Regions from separate parts of the Mus musculus genome. Here region 2 is linked to region 1. A link is a contact called in public HiChIP or PLAC-seq data. All regions are on one chromosome and are shown on one strand. The core of a region is the stretch at or near the end of the contact, and the rest is flanking DNA. Distances in the headings are between cores, read along the strand shown.

Region 1 (5,769 bases), core at 2,418-4,917:
CAGTGCTCTTAACTGCTGAGCCACCTCTCCAGCGCACCCCCCCCCCCCGCCCCTTTAGAAGAGAGGATAGCAAATGCACTGAGACACTCATGTCTGCCATGAACCCTGTCTCAATAAACAGACATCCGCAAATAAAAAACAATATTCGGGGGGTTTGCTTTGTTTTAGTTGAGACAGGGTTTCTCTGTGTAGCCCTGGCTGTCCTAGAACTTGCTCTGCAGACCAGGATGCCTTCAAACTCAGAGAACTACCTGCCTCTGCCAGGATTAAAGGCATGCGCCACCACTGCCCAGGCACGTTTTTGTTTTTTGAAATGGGATCATGTAGCGCAAGCTGGCCTTGAACCACTAACCACCCTCTTCCTTGAACTACTAATGCTCCTGCGCTGCTAACCAAGGGCTGGGGTGTGCCACCACTAACACCGAGCTTCCAGCTATAGCTATGTACTAACAAGGAGTAAAACAAAGTCTGCTGGACTTCTCAGCCAAAGGACGGGATGACAATTTCTAATGGAACTTACCCTAAAATCATCAGTGTCAAACATGCTAAGAGTTGATTTTAACACAATTATTTTTTCTTGTTCCCACCAAATGATAATGCTTCAAAACTTCAGAAGTGTTCATTATTCTTTCCTGCCCCAGCATACAGATGGTTACCAAAGGAGACAAATTTCTTCACAAATATAAAATAAGCCAGAGTTAGCAAATGTTCACTGATGGGAGACCTGCTGTAAGCACCAAACTCCACGCCAATGCATTTGTAACAAATGGAACAGTGGTGGGCTGTAACACTGAGACTAGCTGAATATTACTCCCAAATCATGGATGGTGTCACAATGAAGCTTCTAGGTCCTCCTCTGAAACATGCTAACATGTACTTTTGTTGTCTTTGTTCTTGTTTTTTGAAACAGGGTTTCTCTGTGTAGCCCTGGCTGTCCTGACACTCACTCTGCAGACCAGGCTGGCCTTGAACTCAGAAATCCGCCTGCCTCTGCCTCCCAAGTGCTGGGATTAAAGGCGTGCGCCACCACTGCTCTGCTTGTCTTTGTATTTTAAGGGAGTTGAGACATCCATAAATTAGAGCATGGAGTTTAGGTGGTAGCTGAAATGTGGAGAGCGGTGAGCACCTCCTTGTGCTGTATATTAGTCACAGGCCCATTCAGTCACCAACAGTTTCCTAGGATGACTTTCCCTCAATGCACATCCTAAACCATCCCAGTCTGTCTTTGTTTTTCGTTTCCTGTAACATGATCAGAAAAGAACACCTTGGGGGATCCTTATCAAGGCCCAGGAAGGCTCAGCTCACCTGGAACAGCTCTGAGCTAAAACTGTGGCCCCCACAGCCTAGCATGCATTTCCAGCAGGAAGGTCACCAAGAGGTTTTTACACTTAATTGTTCATGGGTTGCTGGTCACAAACTTATTATGTGCCAAAAAGATAGCCTTGACTCCTATCTTCTTGCCTGCATCTCCCCAGTGCTGGGATTACAGGCATATGCCACCCATACCTGGCTGTCATCTAATTGTTCCAGTGGGCCAGGGACATCCAGTGTGATCCCTGTCTGGCACCCACACAGGCTTCATAGAGTCCGGGAAGTTCTCTGCACTTTCAGAGCTGTGCTATAAAGCGTGCAAAAGAAAAAGAAAACTGCTTTTTAAAACCTAGCTGGTGAAAGGTTCAGCAGTGAAGACCATGCACTGCCCGGAGGACCTGGCACCCACGTGACGCTGCTCACAACTGCCTGGAACTCCAGCTCTAGGAAATCTGACACCTCTAGCTTCTACACACACACACACACACACACACACACACACACACACACACACACACACACACACACACACACGATTAACCTTATAAGTTTTAAAAAGTAAAAACAAGCCGATTTTAAGCAACTTTTATACTTTGGATTCCTAAACAGCACACATCTTCCTATCAGAGTACAAGCCAGCGCTGATCCTGCTTAGCATCAAATAGCACCAGCCCATGTTCAGAGTGATCTGGTCATAGGTCTGAATTCAGACATTCTTATCTGAATGCAGCAACAGTGAGTTTCTTCCTGTGCCCAACACATTTTGCTGTTTTAGATTTCCACACAAGTTTCAGAAGGAAAATGTCTGAAATTTGATTTTTTCCCTCTTTTTTTTTTTTAAGATTTATCTATTTATTTTATGTGTATGAGTACACTGTAGCTGTACAGGTGGTTGTGAGCCTTCATGTGGTTGTTGGGAATTGAATTTTTAGGACCTCTGCTCACTCCGGCCAACCCCGCTCGCTCAGTCCCTGTTTGCTCTGGCCCAAGATTTATTTATTATTATACAGAAGTACACTGTCGCTGTCTTCAGATGTACCAAAAGAGGGCGTCAGATCTCATTATGGGTGGCTGTGAGTCACTATGTGGTTGCTGGGATTTGAACTTAGGAACTTCAGAAGAGCAGTCAGTGCTCTTACTGAGCCATCTTGCCAGCCCAAGAGCATGGCACACTTTATCTTTTGTAATTTTTTCTTCAGAGGTGATGACCAAACCCAGGGCCTTGCACTTGCTTCCCCCACCTCTCCCCCGCCTTTTTTTTTTTTTTTTAAAGATTTTTAAATTTACTTTATGTATATGAGTACACCATTGTTCTCTTCAGACACACCAGAAGGTGGCATCAGACCCCGTTACAGATGGTTGTGAACCACCTTGTGGTTGCTGGGAATTGAACACAGGACCTCTGGAAGAGCAGGCAGTGCTCTTAACTGCTAAGCCACCTCTCCAGCCCCCTTTTTTCCCTCTTTTTTTTTTTTGTTTTTTTAAAAATTCATGTCATGTATGAGTACACTGTAGTTGTCTTCAGACACACCAGAAGAAGGCATCAGATCCCATTGTAGATGGTTGTGAGCCACCATGTTGCTGGGAATTGAACTCAGGACCTCTGGAAGAGCAGCCAGTGCTCTTAACCTCTGAGCCATCTCTCCAGCCCCCCTTTTCCCACCTCTTAAGACAAAATTTCATACTGAAGCCCAAGATGGATTCGAGCTCACAGCAATCCTCCTGCCCCAGCTTTCCAAAGCTTGGATTACAAGTGTGTGTCACAATGACCTAGCTTCAGAGACTGGATGAGACTGTATGAAACAGTCAAAGCATTACCCTGGGAAGAAATACTGTACACAAGTCTGTTAACCCAAAGCACTGCCTGGGAGGCCCACAGCACAAGTGCTATTTTCTGCAATGAACAAAGCACTCAGCATTTCCTGTAAGGAACCCCGTGACTGGCGCATGACTTACACCACAAAGACCTATCCCCGAACCACTGCTTTGTGAAACCTGAACAGCATCTCAGAGGAAATGCTAGGGTGGAGCCCCTAACAAGCAAGAACAAGACAGCAGACAGCGGGGAAGAGAAGCATCTAAGGAGGACTAACACTGCTCTTGCCAAAGTTCTGAAAAGCAGCTAGCTGTCCGACCCTGACCGTGTGGGTCTCCCAGGAGGGAAGGCCACATAAACAGTCTGGGGGACGGGGGGACGACGACCCGAAAGCAGACAACAGCTAGCACAGCACTCCAACAGATATTTTCTTAGACTGGAAAAAGCTGCCCAAGGGTAGGTAACCTAAGTGCCAGGGTGAGCCTCGTGGTGTACGGGGCAAATGCTGCCTGCCACTTACGGATTCCTGAGTGTGCTCCAAGTTCCACTACAAACTTAGCTTACGCAAGAGACAGAAGGAAGCAGAATGTTGGACAATTCATGTTCTACCACCATCTGCTCCAACAAAAAGTTAGATTCAAAATGTGTAATAATTATTTGCTGTCTGGGTAATCCATCACAGGCCTCGTGGAAGGGTACAGTTTGACAACAAAGTCAGGGCATTTTGAAATAAACATCTCTGCACAAGGATAAACAGAGACCTTGAACACTGAAGCCATATTATATTTCAAGCCAGTCTTTGAACAAACATTTAGCAAAAGATTTTAAAATGATTCCCACCCTACAATAAAGTTCTTCAGTAAACTGAGACCTTGGCATATTATTGAAATTAAAAATTGTATCTTTTTTTTTTTTTTTTTTTTTTTGGTTTTTTTTCGAGACAGGGTTTCTCTGTATAGACCTGGCTGTCCTGGACCTCACTTTGTAGACCAGGCTGGCCTCGAACTCAGAAATCCACCTGCCTCTGACTCCCGAGTGCTGGGATTAAAGGCGTGCGCCACCACGCCCGGCAAAATTGTATCTTAAAGTACGGATTTTTATTACTTTTTATTGGGGTGGTAGCAGGAGGGGTGGGAACCAGACACATGTGCCACAGAGTATAAATAGAGGTCAGAGGGCAGCCTGCAGGAGCTGTTTCTCTCCCTCTACCATGTGTGTCTCAGGCACTAAGGCCATCATCAGGTTGGGAGCAGGCACCTTTACCCACTATGCCATCTTTCAACTACCACAAAAACAGTAGCTCAACAAGCCGCTAACAATAAGAAACTGTACTTGTCATTTAGCACAGAATAAAATGGGTCTTTACTCCTAACTCTATAGGAAAGCTTGTTCTCCCCCCACCCCCTTTTATTAGGGATCTCACTATGGAGGTCAGGCTGACCTCAGATGCATCCTCCTCCTCCTCACTCAAGCTCCCAAATGCTGGGGTTGCATAAGGTGTACGCACACCCCAAATACCCACCTTAGTTTACCCTTTGCTTCTCGGCATTCTCTTCTTCATGCACACATTCGTTACTAGAACATCGAGAGTGAAGAACACTTGGCTACAGTGCCCATCCTATATCTCCTATGATGCCCAGCTGAATATATATTATTCACCTAGAAAGTAAACCTGGTTTAGCTCCCCTGTCAACAGACAATGCCTAAGTATTTTTGAATAAAACCAGATAGAAAACAAGACTCATGTTCTACAGTCTGAAAGTCACCCAGGGGAGGGCTGGCAGCGTCTGTGAGTGCACTGAAGGAATGCCCAAACCTTAACAGTTGAATAACCAGCTGCATAATTAACCTTCATTTACAAAGCCCTACTCTGTGGTCTTACTGCCTAATAAATAAACACTTTATTTATTAATACCTGCAGTATTACTTGTAGTAATAAATGACTCCAGGCAGATGTGTCTTTTAAATCTATCTTACTTATGACTGTTGCATTTCTAAATATTTGCCCATTTACTTCTCGAAGGTTCCTGTCCCACACTGCATTACATGGTAGACAATATAATGCCATCTGCTTTTCAACAAAGACTCCAAAGGCAGAAGACAGGCCTATGGCTCACTGTAGTCAGCCCCACACCAAGTTCTTTTGGTTTTCACGGATTAATTTTCTAATTCTTTCTGCTACTACTATGAAATAGGTGATTAAAATATACGGAATAATTAAAATACAGAATAGTGTAGGGTCACAGAGGGCCTTACAGTCATCTAAATCAGGTACACTATTGCTGTTTATGTGTGTTACCTCAGCAATATTAGAAAGACCTAGTTAAACAACTCATATATACTTGGCAGACTATTAATACTCAACACCAGCCAACCCAAGTTTTCCTCCTACAGAAATCCTATCTCAATAATCAACAACTAGAGATTTTCACCACATAAAAATTTCTGAATTCGTACCAAATACAAATCACTCAGCAAGGTTAAAGCCCCGGTCACGAAAGCACCACTCCAGAGGCCTGGAGACATCCTCCACTTGGTCTGAGCTAGAAAGTGTCTGCTTCCTCAGCCTGGCAGGCTACATTACCATGCACAGAAACGTCCATGGGCTGCTTCCTGTTCTCAAGCAAGGTTCTTAGGAATGA
Region 2 (5,769 bases), core at 1,173-3,672, 190 kb after region 1:
AGTAATATTCCTAACATTGTTCTTGGTTTGCTTTTCAAGCCTAAGTTCTCAGGGTTTTTATTAATACTTCCGTTGAGAGGAATATCAGATAAATTTCACGAGAGACAGTAGCTCTTACCAGTATCCAGTATTTTACATGAACTCTTTCAAAATGCTTCGTATTCTGTTTAAGAAATGAAAAACTACAGTTTTCTTTTTTGTATTAAATCTAAACCCAGTTGTAGAGAAAACTAATTTTGGGTTGTAGATTATTAAGAGCTTAATAAGTCAAACAAGTACTTGATAGACCACTGCAGTGTGTAGTTTACTTTTTTTTCCCTAAAGATTTTTTAAGGGACAATGATTGTGCATACAACTAACATGCTTACTGCATGAGTTATTATGTAGCATATTATGTTTTTAAATTTCTTTGTAACTTAAGTGTCCTTTGAAGCTCATAAGTTGCATAGCTTTTATGTAAGTGCTAAGAAGACTGGTATCTTAGTCTTTGTGGCTACAGTAGAACTCACAAAAAGTTTCTTTAATAGACGTATAGGCTTAAAAATACAATTAAGTCATGATACTAGTATCTAATTATTAGAAAAATGTTGAAAATTATTATATTTATCCTCAGTGTACAAATCACTAAAAGATGTGAGAATTCTGAAGGTCATCACAACTTATGGCTTAGCTCACTATTTAATAAGTAGTATTATTATAAAGGTATAATTTATTATAAATGAGTGTGTGTGCAAGTACAGACATAGATGTAACGGGTGTGTGGAATTTATATTGCGCATTGTATTAAACAGGTGGTTCATATGAAAATGGTAACACCTAGAGGTGTAATAGAGAAAAGCTCCCAAGGACCTCGTATGTCAACGGGCCCTGATATCCATCACTTCATTATGGGATCTGAAGGTTGGTGTATTTGTAAAGTTGTTAGGAAAATATGAAGTTAATGACTTCATTTTGTGAAAGTCTGTGATATCACACAGTCTGTGATATCTTTGAAAGAATGGTATGCTTTATATATGTAAAGAGTAATGAGTTTTTATGACTTACTATGTTTTAATTCATAAAGATTTTAATTCATAAGGGTTTTCTGAGAATGACTTACTCAGTTTTCTTCTACACTTTAGTCTTATATATTTCTAATGACAGTGTGATTTTTTTTGTTTGTTTTTATTTTCAAAATTTTTAGTGAATCTTAAAAACAGTGGTTAAATATTTTAACTTTGTATATTACAGTTAAATTCTATCAGGCTGACAAAGCATTTTCTTTCTCTCTTGTTTTCCTATAATTATGTGTTTTATTACTTAGTGTTGGATGATTTTAGAAACTGCTTTAAATTCCATTATTCGTGTATCTTTTAAACTTTTGTTTGTCATTTAAATTTTTATTTTGTAAGTAATATGCATTGTTTGCTTGCTAATATTGGATAGGCTAGAATGCCATTCTTCAGATCTTCCAAATGTGTAATTCCTTCTGTTTTGCAAGCTGTCGAGTAAACACAGAAGGGAATGGTATGAGTAAACTTGGGCCTGTTTTTCAGATTGTGGAATAGGAACATCCCTTAAATTTAGAGAAATATGATAAATTTAAACAAAGTGTTTCTAACTTAGCTAAAGAACTCATTGCTTACTTCAAAAGATGGTTTGAGTTGAACAGATAGAGTTTGGAAACATTTAGTGTTATATTCAGAAATGAAAGAACACTTATAATAACTGTTGTTCCTACTCTGCTTGGGGTGGTGGGTAGGAAGTTGGAGGGCAGTGAGGAGACTTCTGCAGTGAGCAAGATGAAAAACCAACTGACTTCTCATTGAGCAGCTCATTTAAGTGGGGGGTGGGGGGACAAAGGCCATTTAAATCCTTTGGGGAGTGGGTAGAGGCTTTGGGGTGAATGTATATCTTTGGGTGGGGCCAAGGTGGTGGGAATGCCTGGGAATGACTTATTTGAAGAATCCCAGGTGCTTGCTGGAGTTAGGGTTTTTCTGCTGTGAACAGACACCATAACCAGTCAGCTCTTATAAGGACAACATTTAATTGGGGCTGGCTTACAGGTTCAGAGGTTCAGTCCATTATCATCAAGGCAGGAACATGGCAGCAGTCAGGCAGGCATGTTCTACTCCTTCATCTGAAGGCTGCTAGCACAATACTGGCTCTTAGTCAGCTAGGACAAGGGTATTAAAGCCTACACCCAAGAGGCTACACCTACTCTAACAAGGCCACACCTCCCAACAGTGCCCCTCCCTGGGCCAAGCATGTACAAGCCATCACACTGGAATGTGACCTTATGAGGAGAAAAGAAGTTTAACCTGTAACCAGGCCACCAGGCTACTTGATTACCTCAAGGTTGGCAGATGTAGGGCTTGTAAGGCTATGTGAGCAGGGACATGGAGGCCCAGAACAAGGCGGAAATGGTCCAACTTCTGGCAGGCTCAAGATGAGATTTTAGACAAGCCTTGACCGCACTCTTGTTCCAGGCAGCCCCACCCCCACCCACTTTGCAGTGCTTTTCAGCCTCACAAATAATTAAGGCATTCATGCATTGGTGTTTGGTTTAGGACCTGGGACTGGGGACTGAGGTGCATATTTTACATATCAAAGCAGACCTGTCTTCCAGGTTCTCCCAGCATCCCTTAGTTCCTGCTCCCAACCTTGAAAATTTCAGCTGAGAGGTTCTTCTCTATATAATCCAGATATTTTGGTCTCTTTCTTACTCTCTCCCCTCTCTCTTCTTTGCACATACCCCCTTTCTCTCTTTCTTCCCCTTCCCCTTCTTCCTTGGCTTTCATCTTTAGGGCCAGTGCCTTTAATATATTCTAACTCAGCTTGAATTGGTTCATTTCATTGGTAAAGAAGTAACCTATCAATCAGTTCTGATCTTTGACAGTAACAACAAAGAAAGAACAAACAACAATGTCTGCTAATGACATGGTAGAGATCATATCAAGTATTTGATGATAGATTAGCTATTTGTGATGGTGGTGGTGGTAGCTGTGGGGGTTGGTTTATGTGTACAGGTAGGTAGGTGTGTCTGGGTGTGTAGGTGATAGGTTGTGGGTAGGTGGGTGCGTGAGTACCTTTGCTTTGTGTGTATGCTTGAGGGTGAACACATGTGTGCACACAGTCTCCTTGCTTCATCAGTATTGCTCTTCTTGATTCATACCATTTTCTTCTTTGTAGTTCTTCTTTTTTTTTTTTTTTTTTTTTTTTTGAGACAGGGTCTTTATTATGTAGTTCTGATTGTCTTAGAACTTGTATGAAGACCAGTCTGGCCTCAAGCTCAGATCTGCGTGACTCTGTCTCCTGCGTGCTAGGATTAAAGGCGTGCACTACCATGCCTGACTTGCTTCTTAGCCCTTTTCACAATTCCTTATAGGTATGTGGTCCTCTCTAGGACCTGTATAGGATTATGATTTTATATAATATTTTGGCACTATTGTTGTATGAAGGTCTTTTGTATGTATTTTCTTTGTCCCTTAAATTGCTGTACTTTATTTTTTTTAATCTTCCTGTGCTCCTGTTTTTTTGGTTTTTGTTTATTTATTTGTCTGCTTGTTTTTAGAGGGTCTTACCCTTCAGCCTAGGCTGGCTTGGCATTTACTGTGTGGCTCTGAATGGTCTTAAATTTATAATCCTCTTGACTCAGTTTTCCAGATGCTGGGATTTCAGGTGTTAGCCATTGACCCCTCTGCCCTCAGCTCTGTTGTGTGGTCAACTGCTTAAGCATCCCTTCAGTCCTTCTCACACTTGCAGTCCTTTAGTGTTGAGAACTACAGTAGGTCGAAGGGAAGCTTTTCTTTTTATCTTTGCTTAGAGGTAATTTAAAGTTTATAGGGCATTTTGTTTTATTTATTTAATCTTTTTTTTTTCCTAAAATTGAAGTCATAGGCCTTGTACAGGGAGGACAGGGAGAGGACAGATTCAGAATCAGGTGACACCATTCTTTTTGTGCCCCTTTATTTTTAATTTTATGTGTATGTGTCTTTGCATATGTTTCTGTGCACCATGTATATGCGATGCCTGTGGAGGCCAGAAGAAAGTATTGGGTGCCCTGGAATTGTGAGTGTTGGGAATTAAACCTAGGACCTCTGAATGATCAGCCAGTGCTCTTAACCAGTGACCCCTCCCTCGATCCCCATTAACTCTTTTTGACACTTTCTCTTAATAATGAAGTTACCTGAGAGTATATTTTCAATTTATGTGAGGCTTTATTTGTTCAGGAAAATACTTGCTTTTTAATATTAAATAGCATGGGTTTCCTCTTATGGAGTGATTGCACAGGTGGGCATATTTTTCCTGATAGTTTTTTTTTTGTAGTTCATAGGGTTCACAGCTAGATTAGACTGTTGATGCTTTTTCTAACAGCACTTGAATAGTTCCAGCTTGCTTTCTCTATATCTTGCAGCTGAGGTGTGAGGCCTTTGAGACCTGTTTTTTTTTTTTTTTTTTTTTTTTTAACCCCCCTGACTATTCTGAATCCCTTGCAATTCCATATAAAAGAAAGAAGTTAGACCCAAGCTCACATCGTATTTATTTTATTTGTTTAACTTGGAGTCTCTGTGAAAACCAGAGTCCAGGAAGGAGACAATTATGGGGAATACTCTTAAGTAAGGCTAACATCTGGTCTTCCAAACTCTTACTAGAATCATCCGTTAAGTCTTGTTTATGGCATTCTAGGACCTCTCTAAACTACCACTTCACACTCTTCCATGTTCTTCTCACAAACCATATCCAAGAGCCCGAGAACCACATGGTCAAGTATAGCAAAACCCCATTCCTGATGCCAGTTTGTTGTCTGGTTACCTTTTTATCATCTTGACTAAATACCAGGCACAACATTACTTGTGGGAGGAACCATTTGTATTGGTCACAGGGCTGGGGAGAGGGGGTTGTGGTAATGGCAGTGACTTGAAGTCCTGGTGCCAGGAACATGGGACTTCTTGATCATATTGCCATAGACCAAGAAGTAGAAGGCTTGGGTAGAAGTAGGGTCATTCTGTAACTCTCACTGCTTAGATCCTGAAGGTTCCACAGACTCCTAAACAGCGCCTCAACAGGTAGAGACCAGGGGTTTAGACACATAGCCTTTGGGGGTATTTTATTTAATAGGAACATATTTTATATTAGGGAAGGCTTTGGAAATCTGCTCAGGTTTATTGTATCGCCTAGTTTGTGGTCTGTCCTGAAGAATACTGTGTGTATACCTGAAATGAATTTACGATCTGCTATTGCTGAATGGTATGTTTTAGTCTATGAATGAGGGCAAATTTACTTAAATCATTGTTCAGTCTTACCTTTGCTTAGTTCTTAAATCATTGAAAATGGGGTTTTGAGGTTTCCAAGTATTCATTATCCATTTCATTTGTATCAGTTTCTGTCGTATATTTTCACTTCCTGTTATCAGCACCATCTTTTAATAATTGTGTGTCTTCCCAGTTATTTATCATTTCCAAGTGTTCCTCACTGTGTAGTATCATTCTGTTTAAGTCAGTCTTGTCTGCTATTAGTACTGTGTCTGCATGGCACACCTTTACCATATTTGAGTCTAGGTGTATTTGAAAGTGTGTCTCTTGAAACAACCATGCATTTCAATTATTTTCAATAGTGCTTCTCAACCTTCATAGTGTTGTGACCCTTTAATACAGTTCTTTATGTTGTGACCCCCCCAACCATACAATTATTTTCATTGCTACTTCATAACTTTAATTTTGCTATGATATGAATCATGAATGAAAATATCTGTGTTTTCTAGTCATCTTAGGTGACACCTGTGAAAGT

Evidence for each region. HiChIP or PLAC-seq counts read pairs in DNA pulled down with a chosen protein or histone mark.
Region 2: an H3K27ac HiChIP or PLAC-seq map of embryonic stem cells shows a contact between it and region 1, with 9 read pairs. The contact joins two enhancer-like sites. A contact is called at or near these places in 4 of 39 promoter capture datasets (embryonic stem cells, liver and stem cell-derived epiblast-like cells), 8 of 484 Hi-C or Micro-C datasets (Sertoli cells, Th1 cells, embryonic fibroblasts and 3 more), 3 of 115 datasets of contacts at active chromatin or transcription factors (all in embryonic stem cells) and 2 of 9 other capture datasets (adipose tissue and liver).

Annotation. Positions count from the first base shown.
Region 1 is chr2:75,679,839-75,685,607 of GRCm38.p6, forward strand. The region is part of intron 1 of Nfe2l2 (nuclear factor, erythroid derived 2, like 2); the gene reads right to left. Among named protein-coding and RNA genes, the nearest start is that of Nfe2l2, 22 kb to the right of the region's middle. Within about 2 kb of position 3,668, at least 238 of the 459 cell types and tissues checked have an H3K27ac peak or open chromatin away from gene starts, as enhancers often do. A contact at or near this core is called in embryonic stem cells and stem cell-derived epiblast-like cells, where this site is marked.
Region 2 is chr2:75,867,514-75,873,282 of GRCm38.p6, forward strand. It overlaps Agps (alkylglycerone phosphate synthase), which reads left to right. Exons shown (of 20, transcript NM_172666.3): 10 at 792-900. Among named protein-coding and RNA genes, the nearest start is that of Gm34861, 38 kb to the left of the region's middle. Within about 2 kb of position 2,423, at least 24 of the 459 cell types and tissues checked have an H3K27ac peak or open chromatin away from gene starts, as enhancers often do. A contact at or near this core is called in embryonic stem cells and stem cell-derived epiblast-like cells, where this site is marked.